2 separate regions of the Canis lupus genome follow, and region 1 is linked to region 2. The links are chromatin contacts, called in public Hi-C maps. All regions are on one chromosome and are shown on one strand. The core of a region is the stretch at or near the end of the contact, and the rest is flanking DNA. Distances in the headings are between cores, read along the strand shown. Region 1 overlaps LOC111098116 (a long non-coding RNA gene). Region 2 holds the start of ABCA1 (phospholipid-transporting ATPase ABCA1).

Region 1 (5,877 bases), core at 1,158-3,657, 170 kb after region 2:
CAGGTATGACAAGTACATGGCTTGTTTCCCTTCATTTCTCCCTCCTGCCCCCATGGCAGGCATAACTAATTAAGTCACTGCACTCTTTGCCGACGATTCCAGATGTAGCTTCACAATCTTTAAATACCTCAAGAAGTCACTATTAGCTAATCATATCTGCATTATCAGCTTTCAAACAAAAAGATGGTTATAAACTAGCACTGGATGAAGAATAGACTAGATATTCCTCAGGGTGCAATGGATGAAGAGGGTTGAGACCAGGAAGACCTGCTAGTTAACTCCCACAGGAAGAGTTAAGGGCCAGGGACCAGATCCCAAGTGTCATTTTATCCTCAGTACCCAGCAAAGTGCCCAGCATGGTAGACTCTGGATATATTTGGTGAATTAATGAGTTAACACCAAAATCACATGATAGTGATGATTTTACATGGTCCACAGTAACTATATGCGTATATTAGCCATTAAGAAAAAATGTGTATAACTGTTCCCTATTACGGATTCAGTTTCTTTCACACTCTTTCTGCTATCTTTACCAGAATCCTAATAAAGAGCCTCATCCAGTATGGTTTAAAGAAGCACCAGGAACCACAAAGATGATAACACCAATAGACTCTGGTTTGAATCTACATTTACTTGCTATATAACCTTGAGAAAATTACTTGACTTCTCCAGGCTTCAATGTCTTCGGTTATAAAAAAGAGGATAATAATATCTACCTTGTAGGGTTGTTATAAGGATTAGGGATTTATTATGCAAAGTAACCTAATACAGTTCCTGCTTGGTCTTTTTCTATTTATGCCTCTCCTTGCTTCCAAAAGGATTTAAAGTGGCTTAAAATGTTATCCATGATGAAGTAAATATATTTAAAATAAAGAGGCAAAATTTCAAAGCAAAGGGAAAACAGTCAAAAGTAAACAAGGAGTGACTTAGAACATCTCACACACCGTAGACATACAATAAAATGGTGGTGGTGGTGAAAACAGTTTGTACTAATAACATCTGTTGTCACTGGTGCTATCATGTCTTCCTGAGGAATTCCAATCATTCTTCAAGTCCCCATCTGGGGACTAGCCCTACCAAATAGTAAACATAATATAAAAGCTCAAAAATTGGGATCCCTGGGTGGCGCAGAGGTTTGGCGCCTGCCTTTGGCCCAGGGCGCGATCCTGGAGACCCGGGATCGAATCCCACGTCGGGCTCCTGGTGCATGGAGCCTGCTTCTCCCTCTGCCTGTGTCTCTGCGCCTCTCTCTCTCTCTCTGTGACTATCATAAATAAATAAAAATTAAAAAAAAAAGCTCAAAAATTAAAAGTGTAGTATTGGTACACAGAAAAGAATAGAGCATCCATAAAAGATTTTAGATATAAAGTTGCGAGATTCTGAAAATCTCAGATACACATGAAGAAACTAAAGGAATGAGAAATTATGTAACTTGCCAGGTTCACACATCTAGTAAATTATACAACTGGGGTTTAAACACAAGCATTCTGATTCCAGAGTCCATTTTTTAACCATTAAATGATAATGTTAAAAAGCAAAGTACAGACCAGTAAGTTTACTCTGCTATTTTGGGGGTAAAAAAGGAGAAATTTAAAAACTTACTTCTACTTGCTTGTATATTCTGAAAGGATACATAAGAAACTAGTAACAGGGGGATCCCTGGGTGGCTCAGCGGTTTGGTGCCTGCCTTCAGCCCAGGGTATGGTCCTGGAGTCCCAGGATCGAGTCCCAGGATCGAGTCCCAGGATCGAGTCCCTGTGTCGGGCTCCCCATGGGAAGCCTGCTTCTCCCTCTGCCTGTGTCTCTGCCTCTCTCTCTCTGAATCTCTTGTGAATAAATTAGAAAAAAAAAAAAAACTAGTAACAGTAGTTACCTTTGGATAGCATGGGGATGGGCAGAAAAGTAACAGGGGTTAGGGGTCATATACATGTAAATTAATTTTATAATAGATGCATAAATATTTCAACTATATCAATGGATAACTTCGATAAATTAATTAAAATTAAATAAATAGAATAAACTAAATTAAATATAAAAACAGAAAGCAAATTCTCACCCGGGACAAGCCTTTTCTGGCCTCCCTGACAAGCACAGTAAGCCCACCCTTCTTCTAGGTTCTCATATCACTTGTGCCTACAACTTTTCTGGCACATACCATGTTGCACTGCCCTAATTTATGCTCTACTCCCCTGCTCACCTCACCGCCAGTCAAGCGATGAGCTCTTCAAAGGCTCTTCTGATTCTTTCATTCTTGTATGCCCAACATCTAGTGTAGTCCCTGTCATGTGGCAAACATCCAGTACATGGGGAAGAGGAAGTGGAAAAACAGAAGTGGACAGACCAGCCAAATTTGTGGTCTGAGCGCTGTGGAAAGGGGAATCGACTGGGGCCTTCATACAACAATAAGATTTTGAAGAGGAAGCGAGGAGAGAGGAAAACATAGCAACCCTTGCAGAAAAGGTGTACTCAACCCTGCTAAGACAAAGGGGTATAAGGGGTACTGTGGGCCAGTACTAATCAGGGAGAAATGAGGAAGGAGAACCCCTAGCTGAGGAAGACGTAAGCACTGAGACTCGCCCTGAAAGGGCAGGAAATACAGCAGAAGACTGACACCCTAGAAGCGAGGGCCACAGGAGATTCGACTGAAGACTTCCCACCCCTCTAAAAACAGGGCAGAGGACATGTGAAAGATTGGTATTAAAGATTTTCTAATTGCATATGCTGACCACACATTTGATCTGTTGCTTTCTGCTCATTTAAACTCTTCGTATACACTCATCTAAGGGCCAAAGGGTGATCCACATTGGTCCAGGGATCTATGTTCCCCATCAGAATAAATCCCAGATTCCATAAGTTACAGGAACTGGCCCACTCCAAGTCAGACCACACCCAACCCCTGACCCTTGAAAAACTGGGCTTTTGTAAATAACTGTGCATATCCTTATACTGTGATCCACAGGCGTAGAATTCATTATTTGTGTTGATCACCAAAACTGCAGATTCAATAGTCCTTATTTTACAGATACGCACTGGAATAGGTATAAGTGCGGTGACACAATAGCTGGGATTTGCTTCCAAAGAAAAATAAAGGAGTTCCTGGCTGGCTCAATGAGTGCAGCATGTGACTCTTGATCGGAGTCCGGAGTTCCAGCCCCATGTTGGGCATGAAGCCCACTTAAAAAAGGGAGGGAGCAAAAGAGAGAAGAAGAAGAAGAAAATAATAGGTAAAAGTAAGAAGCTTGGATTATCCAAATACCAGCCCTTAGGAAGAGAATGTGATTTATGTTAAGGATGCTTCACCCTAAGAGGTAAGTTAGTTAAATGAATAAAAAAGCAAAATCCTAGATAATATAGGAAGTGTTTGCAGAAGGAATTTTTATTTCATTGCCTCAACTCTAAGTGGCATTAGCAAATATTGCAAAGTAATGAAAGAGGCCATGAGGAAGGAGCTAGAAACACCTTCCAATATTACGGGGAAAATTCTGACATCTTAATTATACTCTGCCACCTAGTGACAAAAGAAATTTAACATACTTCCTGAGCCGGACTCCAGGGGCAGAGAGGGCTGCCCTCCGCCACCTGGACATGGGGTCAGGGCCTGAGCACTCCGAACAGGCCTCATCCCACGAGCCCTTGGGGCACCACTGCTCTGGCCACTTGTGCTCAGGACTCCAGGAGACGCTGCAAACACGGCCAAAGGCCAAAGGAGTTGTTCAGTCTACAGCTGACAGTCAGGCCGGGCCACAAGGTCCCCCCTCTATCACTTAACACAGTCCGCTGGCCCCTCTGCCACCTCCTGCCCCGTGCAACGGCTTCAATGGGAAACACACAGCGAGACTGAAAAGGCCCCCTGATGCTGGACATGGTAACCCTGAAGCTCCCAGCGCCTGGTGGCTCAGCTGGTTAAGAGCCCACCCTTGGGGACGCCCGGGTGGCTCAGCGGTTGAGCATCTGCCTTTGGCCCAGGGCGTGATCCTGGGGTACTGGGATCGAGTCCCACATGGGGCTCCCTGCATGGAGCCTGCTTCTCTCTCTGCCTGTGTCTCTGCCTGCCTCTCTCTGTGTGTCTCTCATGAATAAATAAATAAATTCTTTAAAAACAAAAAAAAGTTCTCTATTTAAAAAAAAAAAAAGAGCCCACCCTTGGCTCAGGTTGGGATCCCAGGCTCCTGGGACTGAGTCCCTCCAGGGCTCCCTGCTCAGCTCCCTTCTCCTGCTCCCCCACTTGTGTTCTCTCTCTCCATCAAATATGTAAATAAAATATTAAAAAAAAGAAAAAAGAAAACAATCCAGATGTTCCACTGTAAGAAGTAAGAGTAATACTATTATCTTCTCCCCATGAACTGGCGTAACTTTTACTCACAAATCTTAGCACACAAAATGATGGGTAAAAATTCCTATTAATGGGCGGCCCGGGTGGCTCAGGGGTTTAGCACCTGCCTTCGGCCCAGGGCGTGACCCTGGACACCCGGGATGGAGTCCCACGTCGGGCTCCCCGCATGGAGCCTGCTTCTCCCTCTGCCTCTCTCTCTGTGTCTCTCATGAATAAATAAATAAATAAAATATTTTTTTAAAAAACTATTAATTCCCGACTGTAAATTGAAGGAGCGCATGTTTTAAAAGCGCACCTTGGTCCGAGGGGTCGCAGCCTCCCGGAGGCCTGGGGCGCCTCGAGCCCCAGTGTGCCCCATAATGCACTGCGAGGGGGGCGGGCAGGTGGGGAGGAGGAGGCCGGAAGTGAGCCGGGGGCCGCTCCGGGCGGGGAGGAGGAGGCCGGAAGTGAGCCGGGGGCCGCTCCGGGCGGGGAGGAGGAGGCCGGAAGTGAGCCGGGGGCCGCTCTGGCACGTGGTCCAGCCGCACCATAGAGGTTCTGCGCCAATAGCCAAGAATCACTTTGACGCCTCCGGGGTTGTTCAGGTTTTCTCATTCTGTTGGGTTGACCCGCTCAGTCTATTTGCAGACCATTGGTGGTACAGCACTGGGGTTTAATAAGGAACTTCAGCCTCGCCCCCCTTTTTTTTGGAGATTTTATTTTTTCATGAGACACAGAGAGAGACGCAGAGACACAGGCCGGGGCTGAAGCAGGCTCCGTGCAGGGAGCCCGACCTGGGACTCGATCCCGGGACCCCGGGGTCACGACCTGGGCCGAAGGCAGATGCTCAACCGCTGAGCCGCCCGGGCGGCCCAAGGAACTTGATTGTATGGAAACTCCCCATGGATAAGATCAGAGAGTATAAAGCTAAGTGATCAGCATCTTGGGGACCTTTTTATATTGGCCCAGAGCATCAGCAAAAGCTGAAGAGGGAACTTTTTAAAGCTTAAACAGATGTAAGGTAAAACAGACATAAACACGTTCAATAACCTTGAATTTAATGATCCCAGATTCTAAAGCAACCAATCTTGAAGAGGTAGCATAAAAATTAACCTGGTTATTTGCTATGTATGGATTACGAGAAATACAACTAATTGGTATCAGACTAAACTTATATTTCACAATTGTAAAAAAAAAAAAAAGTTATCCACCTTAGATTTATTTCTGTTGCCCATCTCACCCCATCCAAAGGATTTATTAGACTTAAAGCATACATAATGAAATTTTAAATTATAAACTAAAGCAGAAACCAAACCAAAACAAAACAGAACCTAGACATAATAGTTAAATCAAAATACAACTGAGATGCAGTTTAGTGATAAGAATATGAGAATTTGTCACCAAAATATTGATATTTTGATAGGACTTTGCTACTCAAATTGTGGTTCCAAGACCAGCAACATCAACATCACCTGGGAGCTTTTCAGAAATTCAGAATCCCTGACCTATTGAATCAGAATCTGCCATTTGACAAGATTCTCCAGTGACTTTTATGTACATAAAGC
Region 2 (5,775 bases), core at 25-2,524:
CCCCCTCCGGCCACAGGGTCGATTCCCAGGCCCTCCGGCCAGGAGGCGCTGCGGACCGGTTCCCCGAAGCCACCGGCAGCCCGAACCCGGCCCCCCTGCATCCCCCGCCCCCCCTGCATCCCCCTCCCTCCTTGCATCCCCCCCCGCATCCCCCGCCCCCCTGCATCCCCCACTCCCCCTAGCATCCCCCTCCCTCCTTGCATCCCCCACTCCCCCCGCATCCCCCGCACCCCCCGCCCCCCTGCATCCCCTCCCTCCTTGCATCCCCCTCCCTCCTTGCATCCCCGCCCCCCTGCATCCCCCGCCTCCTCCTCCATCCCCGCCCCCCCTCCCCCCGCCCAGCCCCGCGGCGGAGCTCCGAGTTCCGCGCCGCCCGCCGGGGTTACTCCCGGTCACTCCGCGGCACCGTCTCGCCGCGGCCTCCGCACCCGTGCCCGGCCTCAGGCTGCCCCAAGAGACCAGGCGGCAAAGGGCAGGAAGGATGGGGGGCGGGGGGCCGCGCACCTCAGCTCCAGGTTTCCGCAGCCTCTTCTTCTAAGTCTTTTGTCTTTAAAAGGAACGGACCGCGACCCCAGCGGGGCGGGCGCCCCGGGGCCCCCCAAGTGGCCCGCAGCGCCGGCAGAGCCCGCTCGGGACGGCGCCCGGTCGAGTTCTCGGGGCGCAGGAAGCGCGCTGCGGGCGGTCCGGGGGCGCACGGGGCGAGCCCCAGGTCAGAGCCCGGCCAGGCCGGCCCCGGGAAGAACGGCCCGAGGCTGCGCCCCCCGCCCCCCCCCGGCCCGAGGGGTTCGCGGCCGGCTCGGGCTCTCCGCAACGAAGGGGAGCGCGGGGTGCCGGTGCGGCTCTCGGGGAGCAGCGCCCCGGTGCCACCAGGGCCCCCGCCGCGCGGCGCCCGCGCCCAGGGATGCTTCCCGGCGGAGCCCCGAGCGCGGCAGCTCCCGCGGGTCCCGGGCGCCCTCCCCACCTACGCCGCCCCCGCCCCACCCGCTGCAGGGGGCTCGGGCTGCCGCCCCCAGCCCCGCGCCTCCCCAGCCTCGGCGGCCCGTAAGCAAGATCCCTAACGCCCGGGTCGCTGGAGAGCCTCTTACCTGCTTTCCACTGTTCTGTGCGCGTCTTTGCCCCCACCCCTGGAAAACCCTTCCGGAGAAGGGGGGACACGGGGGGGGCGAGGGGCAGAGCACCCCGAGAAGCGGGCTGTGGGTGCGCCGGTCCCACCTGCCCCGGGGACGGAGGTGCCGGCCGCGCCCGCTCCCGCTCGGAATTACCGGGGTTTCGCCGCGACTAGTTCCTTTTATAGATTCGGCTGCGCCGGGCGCCGGGGTTACTACCGGTCAAAGCCCGCTCGCTCCCTCCTCCCCGCCCCCTCCCCGGCCTCTGTTTATGTAGTTCAGTCACTCAGCAGAAAGCACGTGGAGCCGCGCCCCGCCCCTTAAACGGGCGACGTCCCGCTGCTCCGGGCAGGGCGCGGGGGGCGCGGGGCGGGGGGCAGGGGCGCGGGGGGCCCCGGGAGCCCCCTGCCCCGCCCGAGCCCGCCTGCCCGGGGAGAGCGCGCAGCCCGGGGCTTGGGGCCGAGCCAGGGACTGTCTCCTTGCACGTTCCCTTGGGCCAATAGCACGGGTGGAAGCCGCTTCCTCCAAACTCGTGCTTTCAGCAGTTTTCCCCCCTTTGTTACTTCCCCCCGGTCGGAGGGATTGAGCGGCTGAAACCCCTCCGGACACCAACCCTTTAGCCTTTCCTTTCAAATGCCCAGGGTGTGGGGGAAGACGGACAGTCCTCCGGATAATTAGCAGTTTTTGTTTTCCACCACAAACCCTGACTTTGGTATTCAATAGGGGACTTATTTATTGCCTTTGGGATTCCCAGCCTGGGCCTCCCAGGTCCCTGCGAGGGCCAGTGAAAAGCCTCTTGCTCCTTCTTTTTGCAAAACGAGGGGGAGGTGGGAGGCCACAAAAAAAAAAAAAAAAAAAAAAAAAAGGAACAATGTGAATGAGTGTCCCCCTTTTTATGCTCATTATATTGGTGGGAGTCTCAGTGATAAATACACAGAGCTCGTGTTTTGGCTTCTGTAGATTTGCAAAGTGCAGCTAGAGGATCACGGTTGTGAAATTATAGAACCATTCCAGTTCTCCAGCTTCCTCCTCTGGCTTAGCCATGACACTCAGAAGCACACAGCCCATAACATTTGAGGGACAGAAGCCCAAGTGCGAATGGAGGCCCACAAACCTTGTCTAAATATTTAAATCATACAGCCAGCCAACAAAATGTAAAATAAAGGTCTCCTGCCTTGACAAAGATGTCTTTGAAGCAACCTGGAAGGGCAGGTTCACATAAAGACTCTTCAGGGTCTGACCTGAGTTTTGACAAGAATGTGGTGGAGGGGGGGGTGTCAAACCCCTTGTCTTCCCACCCCCAGCTCCATTATACTCCAGTGGGCTTCAGCTGTACAAGCCCCCACCCCTCCACACCCCTCCACACCCCTCCACACCCCACCACACTGTACTCACTAGTCAGGACCACGACTTGGAGAGAGAGGTACACACATCAGTGCTTCTGTCAGTGCTCAGGACAGATCCAGTGAGGAGGCCCATGCAGGCTCTGAAAGTGCACTTAGGGGCCTCAGGGCAAGGAATTCTGGGGTCCCTGGTCGGGTACTCCTAACTCCGGTGGCATGGCTCTGTGGCCCTGGGAGTGCTCACCCTTATGAGGAGGGCCAGAGCCAAGCCTTCTGAAGCCCAGGGCCCAGCAGCGTCTTGCCTTGGTTCAAAGGATAACTCTGGCCAAGACACTGGGTTCTGGGTCAAATGTGGCTGAACCACATGATGTGCAACTTTCTGCCTCCATTTCTCCATCTGTAAAATAGACTGTGTATACTCTCTCTCTCTCTCTCTGCCTCACAGGGATTTTCTGAAAGTGAATTTTGTTCATTTGACCTCCTTGGAAGAAGAGTACTATAAACAAAGAGGGTGTTACTAGCTGACTGTTAATGTCATTTTCAGATACCAGCCATGGCCTATGAGGTTCTTCCCCTGCCGAACCATCAAACTCCAGGCCTTGCAAAGAGTTAAAAGTAATCTCTCTGACCCTCTAGATATCAAGGAAAGCTTTCCTTGTATGATCAGGGGAATGATTAGCTCTCCTGGACTCCTCACTCCCTGCCTTACCCCCCCATCTTACACTCACCTATCAATGTGCTTAAAATCCCACCATCAAAATCATTAAAGGCTATGGTTCCCTCCAAAAAACCCCTATTAAAGTAATCACTTTGTGCTACTGGGGAATGAGTGACAGTAAATTCTGTACAAGAAAGACAAAGGTAGGATGGTGAATAAAAGAGGTGAGCCCAAGAAGAAAAGCCCCAGAGAGAGGATAGCCATTGATTTTAAATTAAATACATAAGTCTACGGTTCTAACACCAAACATGATCACTTTTTTTTTTTTTTTGAGAGGGAAGTAAGGAGGTATGGGGGGTGGGGCAGAGGGAGCAGGAGAGAGAGAGAGAGAATCTCAAGCAGGCTCCACACCCAGTGCAGAGCCTGACCTAGGCTCACAACTCTGAGATCATGACCAGAGACGAAATCAAGTCAGACGCTTAAAAACTGAGCCACTCAGGCAGCCCTGTGATCATTTTTAACAAGAACAATCTGTGGTGTCAAGAATCTGCTCACCCCTGCAAAGAATACATGAACACGCCACAATGGTGGAAACATGTTTATTAGTCTTGTTGATTTCTACCAAAAAAGAGCCCAAGTCCCCAAAGAACCCAAGTGATTTAGCCAAGTGACACAAGGACAGACATAAATGTCTGCTGATACTGAGCCCATATTTTGCAAGTGTGACAGGTTCGTATGACAAAAATACTGAATTCCAAAAGTTAGGGTGTAAGAGAATGTGTCCCTTGAGAAAGTTTGTAAACACGAATGCTCTCCCTTAAATATCATAGGCTGATTTATTCCTGAGTATGCCTCAATGAGCTTTCCTCCGACTCCTGATTCCTGCTAACACCCATATGAAAACCCCAAGTCCCCACCCTAGGTGATCTTTTCCAAATATTAAGTAGGAAGGCCCTTCTTTGTTGCTGTTACTCTAGAGAAGCTGATTCTGTAAATGTAGCCCAGGTGGCTTGAAGTTCTATTCTGAGATCACCCTGGTGTCTTCTAATTACAGACTCGCCCTTCAGCCAGCTGTGGCCTTGGAGACCCTGCTAGAGGTCATGGAACTTCAGAGAAACTCAAATTATCATTCCATTGAGACTTTTAAGTTAGGTGTTACCGAAAAGGCTTTGCTTGGATGTTGCTTTGATATGTAGTATCTATTAACTGGCCTACGCAAGTGTACACATGCACATGGTTTAAAACATAAATGATTTTCACGACACGTGTTTTTGGTTGGTATGTACAGTCTTTGGCTTCCTTTGGAAACTGAAAAAGTAGAGTATCACAGGAAGTCGATGAAGAATAAAAAAAGAAAGTATTCTAAAAATAACTTTTCAAGATGCATGTGTTACAATTAAGAACTAATAGCTGGATTTTTTGAGAATTGTTGGAGAATGTGAGGTGCCTAAAAGTTAAGGAGAAAAATAGGTAATTCTTTTTTCACGTAAGGAGGACTAAAAGGACCTACAGTTCATATTTGAGTCAGTTTAATTCCAATACATGGTTAGACACAAATCATTAAGCAATCAATATTCAAATGTTTAAAATACAAGAAATACCACTATCTACGGAGTCAACCATGAATCACACAGGCCCTGAATACTTACAAATTCCATTTAATTGGACCAATGCAATCAATTGCCTTCTGTATTAATGTGACTCCTACTGAGACATAAGCAACATTCAAAATCATTACTGCTTCTGGACTCAAGTAAAATGTTTGTTCTGCTTGTCATTTGGGATCAGCAAGTTAGCCTGGATTGTAGACAAAATATTCCCCTGAATTACTAGTTGATCAGTGACTTACAATTCTTTTGAAAACCCAACCTTCAATATGCCACCCTGGGAGCTCTCCCCTTCACAGCCAAACTGCTGGAACGATTTCATCTCTACTCCTTCCCTTTTACTCAAACCCTCCAGCCCATTTCAGGCAAACTCTTGCTTCCCCTGCTGAGTGTGTTCTGTCCAAATTAATTAATGAGCTCCTTAAAAAGAAAGAGAGGCATATGTGTTTCCTTTTTGTACCATTAGAAAATACTTTTCATGTTGAAAAATAGAAAAATGTCTCCAACCCAGAAAGACTGCGTCACTGGTAATGCCGATGACCTCGTTTAAGTCTCCTTCAGCTACCTGAGCTCTGGTACTTGACACTATTAACCACACCTTCCTTCCTGAAACTAGTTCTTCTCTTGTATTTCATGAATCTGGTTCGCCTTTGACTCTCTTGCCTCTTTAACTGCTCTTTTTCTAACTTGTCTTTCCTTATATAGATGCCTCCTATTACTACTTTTCTCTTTTTATTTCTACGTGCTCCACTCCCTTGGCTTCACTTGAACCCCCCTCTCTGCAGCTCTCATCTCCTTCCTGAGCTCCTGGACTCCGCTTCCTGATGCACAACAGAGTGTCCAGCAAGACCAGCAGCGCGCTTGAGTCAGCTCCGTCCAGCTCAGAAGAGCTGACTGTGGATTTCTTCCCAGCTCCAGCTCCGCGGTGTGTGACTTCCACGGGGCTAGCTTAAAATCGGCCAACGGGGGACCAATTTTACACCATTGGAGATCCGAGATAATCGGGGCTTTTTTTTCCTTTCCCCTTCTGTTTTTGGAAAGCAAGTTGTTTTATTTTTTAA

The links. A called contact is a pair of places that touch in the nucleus more often than the background predicts.
Region 1: a Hi-C map of blood shows a contact between it and region 2, with 2.0 times the contacts expected there. The contact joins the enhancer-like site here to the promoter of ABCA1 in region 2. A contact is called at or near these places in 2 of 9 Hi-C or Micro-C datasets (amygdala and blood).

What each region holds. Positions count from the first base shown.
Region 1 is chr11:61,417,909-61,423,785 of UU_Cfam_GSD_1.0, forward strand. The region is part of intron 5 of LOC111098116 (a long non-coding RNA gene); the gene reads right to left. Among named protein-coding and RNA genes, the nearest start is that of SLC44A1, 66 kb to the right of the region's middle. Within about 2 kb of position 2,408, at least 7 of the 20 cell types and tissues checked have an H3K27ac peak or open chromatin away from gene starts, as enhancers often do. A contact at or near this core is called in blood, where this site is marked.
Region 2 is chr11:61,252,779-61,258,553 of UU_Cfam_GSD_1.0, forward strand. ABCA1 (phospholipid-transporting ATPase ABCA1) reads right to left here and starts at 1,275. Exons shown (of 50, transcript XM_038553002.1): 1 at 1,086-1,275.